2 separate regions of the Sus scrofa genome follow, and region 1 is linked to region 2. The links are chromatin contacts, called in public HiChIP or PLAC-seq maps. All regions are on one chromosome and are shown on one strand. The core of a region is the stretch at or near the end of the contact, and the rest is flanking DNA. Distances in the headings are between cores, read along the strand shown. Region 1 overlaps RNF150 (RING finger protein 150). Region 2 overlaps RNF150 (RING finger protein 150).

Region 1 (3,218 bases), core at 168-2,667, 100 kb after region 2:
GGTGTGTGATCACTTGAATGTATTGCCAAATTCAGTTTGCTAACATTTTGTTGAGGATTATTGCATCTGTTTATCACTGATATTAGCCTGTAATTTTCTTTTCTTTTTTATTTTGTTTTTGTTTCCTTTTTATGGCTGCTCATGCAGCAAATGGAAGTTCCCAGGCTAGGGGTCGAATCAGAGCTGCAGCTTCCAGCATACACCACAGCCACAGTAATGCCAGATCTGAGCTACATCTGTGACCTACACCACAGCTTGTGACAACACCAGATCCTTAACCCACTGAGCAAGGCCAGGGATTGAACCCACATCCTTGCAGACACCATGTTGAGTTCTCCACCCACCGAGCCACAATGGGATCTCCTGTAATTTTCCGTTCTTGTGAGGCCCTTGTCTGGTTTTGGTAGCAGGACAATGATAAAATTACCTTGTAATTTTAAAATGAGTCTAGACAAGTTCCCTCATCTTTTTTACCTTTTTGGAAGAATTTAAGAAGGGTTGGTACTGGTTCTTCTTTGAGTATTTGTAAAATTCAGTAACTTTGTCTGGTCCTGAACTTTTACTTGTTGAAGGTTTTTGATTACAGATTCAATCTCTTTAGTAGTAATTAGTCTTTTCAGAATTTCTGTTTTATAACATTCAGTCTTGGTAGGTTGTATGTTTCTAGAAATTTCTCTCTTTCTTCTAGGTTGTCCAATTTGTTGGCATACAATTTTTTATAATAGTCTCTCAAGATCACTTGTACTTCTGTGGTATCAATTTTAGTACCTCCTTTTGCATTTCTGATTTTATGCATTTGGGTCCTTTCTCTTTTTTCTTAGTGAGTCCAGTGAAGGGCTTATAAATTTAGTTTATCTTTTCAAAGAACCAGATCTTCATTTCATTGATCTTCTCATTGTCTTCTTAGCATCTATTTCATTTATTTCTGTTCTAATCTTTGTTATTTCTTTCCTTCAACCAACTCTGGGCTTCATTCGTTCTTCTTTGTGTCCTTTGTCCTTTCCTTGTAATAAAAACCCTCTGATGGGTTATTGCAGGCAATATTACTTCAGAAGTTTGTCAATTAAAAGACATTGTCATAAAACATAGAATAGAAAACTGAACCACAGGCAAGTTAAATTACGCCAAAGCTAAGGAGCAGTCTTCAAACTCTGAAACTGGAACGCATACGCAGCTGCTGCCACATATGTGAGAAAACAGAATGAGAAGAAAAGGAAAAGAAACTGACTCTCCTTGGCAAAGTCTGAAAAAGGGGGGGGGGGATATTCGGGGAAGAGAAGGGACATCTGAGCTGTGACTTGAATTATGAGCTAGATTTGCAACACCAAAAACTTTTGTAAAAGTGAGAAGGGCATTCCAGAGTTGTGGCAAGAGTGTGGGATAAACATGGGGGTGGAGCAGATGTGAGGGGGCCAGATGGGTGAGCCTTCTTTCTGTGCTGTGTTCAGACATTTTGACTTTGTGCCGTAGGCGGTGGGGAGCAGCTGAAGCACTTCAAATCTGGGGAGTGATACCACATTAGTATTTTAGAAAGCGGGGGCAAGAAAGAGAAACCAGTCTGGAAAGAGCTTTAAAAACGTGTGTGTGTGTGTGTATGTGTGTGTGTGTGTGTGTGTGTGTGTGTGTGTGTGTGTGTGTGTGTGTATTTCTTTCTATAGTACTTCATGGTACAAAGTAGAAAATTTGTGGAAAATCGTGCAGCTGCCAACCAACATTTACCAGACTTGGTGGGGCAGGGATGGGGGGGACAGAGCATTTAGAGGCCAGTGTTACCTTCTTCCCAAATAAAGTAAGCAGCCTGAGAGCCAAGCATAGGCCTGATGAGGCCAGTATTTGACAGCTTTTCTCTTCTGTTGCCAAGTAAATACACTTAAGGCTGATGACTTTTGCTCTGGTTTTGCTCAGCGCCGAACCCCTGTAATGAAGGTACTGCCCCCTTGAGGCTCGAGCACAAAAATACATTGGGAAAGAATAAAACTGAATTCCTTTAACTCCCCCTGCCTTGCTTGTGACAGTTTAGCAGTGGGAGGAAGGGTGGTGGCATATAGATTTGGGTACAAATAGCGTCAGTAAGATTGGGTTTGAGTCCTAGCTCTGCAATTGACTACCTCTTTGGGTCGTTTACTTTAACCAACTTCAGCTTCCTCCTCCATAAAATGGAAATAACAATGTCTACCTCACATGGCTGTTGTGAATTAATAATATATATATATATATAGGCTCTTGTTGTTTATCCCCTCTGTGTTTAATAGCTTACATCTGCTAAGCCCAGCCTCCCATTCCAAGAGACAAGATCCTGCTGTAGAGCACAGGAGAACTATATCCAATGTCCTATGATACATCACAGTGCAAAGAATATTTTTTAAGAGAGTGTATGTATGTATGTATAAGTGAATCACTTTGCTGTACAGCAGAAATCAATACAACATTGTAAATCAACTATACCTTAATTTTTAAAATTAATTCAATTTTTAAAAAATTAGCAATAGGGAGTTCCCATCGTGGCTCAGTGGAAACAGATCTGACTAGCATCCACGAGGACGAAGGTTCGATCCCTGGCTTCCCTAGGTGGGTTAAAGATCCAGCGTTGCCATGAGCTATGGTGTAGGTTGCAGACACTGCTCGAATCTGGGGTTGCTGTGGCTGTAGTGTAGGCCAGCGGCTGTAGCTCCGGTTCAGCCCCTAGCCTGGGAACCTCCATATGCCATGGCTGCGGCCCTTTAAAAAAAAAGACAAAAAAAATTTTAAATGTATGTAACATGCTTGGTACATAGTTGGCATTCAATATCCAGTAGATATTGTTTATTTATTAGTGTCTTTCATTAAATACTCACTCTTAGTTCATTGACAGCTTTGCAAAAAAGATTCAGAGGCTCTGAAGAAGCATTTCAGCTCCCCACAGAAGCACCGAATAGATCTTGTTTAAACCATTCACATTGCCTAGGAGAGTGAGATTCTTCTGTCCCTGCGTGACTCATGTTCTTTGATAACCGTTTCATCAAGGGGAATGAAACAGCTTGCACTGGTGCCAAAAGGTAAACCCCAGGATCCTGATCTCTGTGGTGGGGTGCAGGGTCTAACAAAGCCTACACAAGTAAGTGAGAGAGAAAGCCCAGAACAGCCCCTTCCATCTCCTGGTCGGGCAAACCCATCAGCTAATTGAGGAAGGACTCACACATATAGATGCAAGGACAACAGAAAACAAGAATCAATCCATG
Region 2 (3,507 bases), core at 789-3,288:
TCCCACTGGGTCTTCTGGTAGGCTCTCTTCCCCAGTGGTCCATATAGTCCATATCTGGAGTTCCCGTCATGGCTCAGTGGTTAACGAATCCGACTAGGAACCATGAGGTTGTGGGTTCGATCCCTGGCCTCGCTCAGTGGGTTAAGGATCCGGCGTTGCCATGAGCTGTGGTGTAGGTCACAGACGCGGCTCGGATCCCGCGTTGCTGTGGCTCTGGCGTAGGCCGGTGGCTACAGCTCCGATTCAACCCCTAGCCTGGGAACCTCCATATGCCACAGGAGTGGTCCAAGAAATGGCAAAAAGACAAAAAGACAAAAATAAAAAAATAAAAAAATTATATCTGTGACATTCCGCCAGAACATAGCTGAATGGAGACCTTGCCCTTCATTGTATTTCCAGTAGCTTCTTCTAGCTGCCTGGGTAGCTGTTGCTGTGAATTACCCTGCCACGTCTTCCCCACACATTCCCAGCCAAGTGATGCTGTGTTACAGAAAGCAGAATTTCACCGGTTCCATTCAAGACTTGGTTTTCCATGGAGTGTAAGATATGACTTTATACGACATGAATGAATGAGCCCATGGAAGTGAAGGTAGGCTACAGAGTAGATCTTGGTCTTTGAAGACCTTACAGAAGGGAGGTGACAACTCTCCTTGGTTTGGGATTTCTCCTGGTCCTCTCCACAATATCTTGTATTTCTCAGATTGCATCCTCATGTTCTCTTCACTTCCCTTCTGGTTAATGGCTGTACATCCCCGGTAGGGTGCTCCCTGGGTAATTTGGCATTGCAGGTGACAGCTTTGACCACCTCTGAGTGACAAGAGGAAAACATGACATCCTGTGGAAATATGGAATATGTTAAATTCATTGGTGAAAAAACAACAATATGCAGTTTTAACAGAAGGAGGGATGGAAAGAGTCAAGGTACCTTTATGAAACAAAGATAGATGGGGCCCTTTTCAGGGTCATTCAGTCTGTAGCAGCCTTACTTGTCCTTGACTTTATCCCTGGAAGATCTTCTTGTACATGTGATTCTTTGTTAGGCTCCCATTTTCTGTTTTTTGTTTTTTTTTTTTCCCAAGGTTCCAAGGTAAAATGATTTATGACTGATATCCACTGATATATTGCTGGAACTTATTTATTTATGATGAAAAGTTTATCCCATGAGTCACCATCTTTGTGTGCGTCTGTCTTTGATCAGTTCTGGAAATGTGCTCAGAGTTACCAAGCCCAGATCCTTGATCGGAGCCAGCCTCTGCCTTTCTCTGCTAAAATAAAAATCCTGTTGACAGTGGAGAGCTGTGGGGGTGCAGGAAGAGGTCAAAATTCCTTCAGCAGGAAAGGCTGAAGGCATTTGACAAGCTCAGAATACTGTCATAGCATTTTAACATAGGTTAAAAACTAGCAACTTTTAAAAGCCAATCCCCACATGTTTTTTGAATTTTTTTCAGATGTAGCCAAGTTGTGAAATATTAAAACAGGGAAACACACACACACACACACACACACACACACACACACACACACAGTGCTCCCATGAACCTGGGAAGGTCTGGACTGGACTTTAAAATGGAATTTGAGTGCTTTTCTGTTGTTGTTGTTCCAGCTACAGGGGGAGAGGGAGCTTTTTTTTTGTTGGTGGTGGTGGTGTCTAGAGCAAAAGCTAAGATTTAAAAGGCAAAGAAATGATGGCATCCAAATGTGTACTGCAAACCAGGTCAAACAAGTCAGATACCTTCTTTTATCCTTATATCTCTTTGTAGGAGTCACAAACATACCTCCTTGTTCTCAGGCCCAGGAATTATGAGTCCCCAAATCCATACTCCCTTACAGTAATCTCACCAGTGGAATAAATGTGGAGAAAACTCAGCATGATGAATGGCCTTTTGATTTGAATTAATCTTCAGCTGGCAAAAACACAAAATAAAAATGGTCATGAGAACAGAGCAACACAGATGTTCAGAAGCTTAGGAATCAGTCAGCAATCTGAAAAGAATCCTTCATACACCATGCTTCCAAAGATACGGAACCAATGACTCATGAAGTGTGAACTTCAATTTTGGCCCCGGTGGGTGTCAGTAAATTACAGTTTTATGAAAGCAAATCTACTCTGCAGCTTCCTCCCAGACTTGTGGTTGTGTATTTCCTAGAATGCTTCAATAACAAGTTTATGTAACTTGTCCCAAACTTTGGCAACCAAAGAATAGACTCTAGTCCAGCCATGAATGTGAATAGCAGAAAAGAATGCGTTCTATTTAAAGACAAGTGTTAGGATCTATTTAGGTAAGAAACAACATTTGGAAGCTTTATAGAAATAGAACTCCCCTAGCCCCATCCAAAGTTATAAGAGAGAGGGACAAAACTTTATCAACTAGCAATCAGGCCAAGTTGATATTTGATAATCTTTTGCCGGTTGTACTAGGTCCCATCTTAGAACTGTAATTAATTCCAGCATTTCTGTAATTTTAAAGTGTTTTGAGTTTTGTTCGTCTCCTGTATCTCCTGCTATATAATTAGACCCTTCTCTTTGGCTCTTCCTATTTTGGGAGGGCCACACCCGTGGCATTTAAAAGTTCTAGGTATCAAACCCATGCCATAGCAGTGACAGTGCCAGATCCTTAACCCACTGCACCACAAGAGAACTCTTGGACTCCCTGTAAAATCATTTCTCCTTTACATTTATAATTTATTTCAACTCAACCTTCCATGAGAGGACGTTGACCAAGAAATGTGCTGTATCTGAATTTCAATTTTTTATAAAATGTATTGTAAAGATATTTATACTTAAGGATTAGAAGAACCCTTTATTGGGATTATTTATCTAAGAGTGATTATAGTAATTGATGATGTGTACGTAAATAAAAATGGGTCAGTAAACTTCATAGGTCATTACATTGGCATAATTGCTTGAAATAAGGCAAATCGTTGACGTACACATATTTAAAACCCAGAATCCAAACCAGAGCACTTTAAATGGAGTAGGGTCCAGGAAGGGTTTGATGAGCTTAATTTAGCATTTGTTGCATTGAAAAGATTATTTTTGCAGTGCTCACCTGATTTCTCTGGCACATGCCTGAACAGCCAATGCCCTTGAACATGTTTCTTAACCTCTCAAAGCTGCCAATTTTCTTACTGATAAAATGAGAATACTATTGGGATGACCTTCATAATCATTCATAAGGTATTTTGCTGTCATTCTACTAATATTATGTTATGTGCACTCTTTCCCCCTTCTGAAAGCCATCTTCTATGATATATTTGATGTATCACCTTAATTATGTATGTATCCTTGAAAAATATGCGGGGTCAATTTGCACATGAGTGTGTAATTTCCATAAAGAAGAGAAGGAAATCTTGATAGATCTCAATAGAACATATTGACTTCAAACCTAATCTGTATCCCACAAGGATGTTATGAGGGTTCAAAAAGATAATGTAAAGAACCTACAGTGGATATGCAGAAGTAAAAATACTACTCAGGCTTCATGGACCACAACCTTGAATTCAGGC

What was found. HiChIP or PLAC-seq counts read pairs in DNA pulled down with a chosen protein or histone mark.
Region 1: a contact with region 2 is called in an H3K27ac HiChIP or PLAC-seq map of skeletal muscle. The contact joins two enhancer-like sites. A contact is called at or near these places in 3 of 47 Hi-C or Micro-C datasets (embryonic fibroblasts, fetal heart ventricle and heart right ventricle) and 1 of 2 datasets of contacts at active chromatin or transcription factors (skeletal muscle).

Annotation. Positions count from the first base shown.
Region 1 is chr8:86,267,219-86,270,436 of Sscrofa11.1, forward strand. All of the region lies in intron 5 of RNF150 (RING finger protein 150), which reads left to right. Among named protein-coding and RNA genes, the nearest start is that of TBC1D9, 130 kb to the right of the region's middle. Within about 2 kb of position 1,418, at least 12 of the 83 cell types and tissues checked have an H3K27ac peak or open chromatin away from gene starts, as enhancers often do. A contact at or near this core is called in skeletal muscle, where this site is marked.
Region 2 is chr8:86,166,108-86,169,614 of Sscrofa11.1, forward strand. The region is part of intron 1 of RNF150 (RING finger protein 150); the gene reads left to right. Among named protein-coding and RNA genes, the nearest start is that of RNF150, 80 kb to the left of the region's middle. Within about 2 kb of position 2,039, at least 11 of the 83 cell types and tissues checked have an H3K27ac peak or open chromatin away from gene starts, as enhancers often do. A contact at or near this core is called in skeletal muscle, where this site is marked.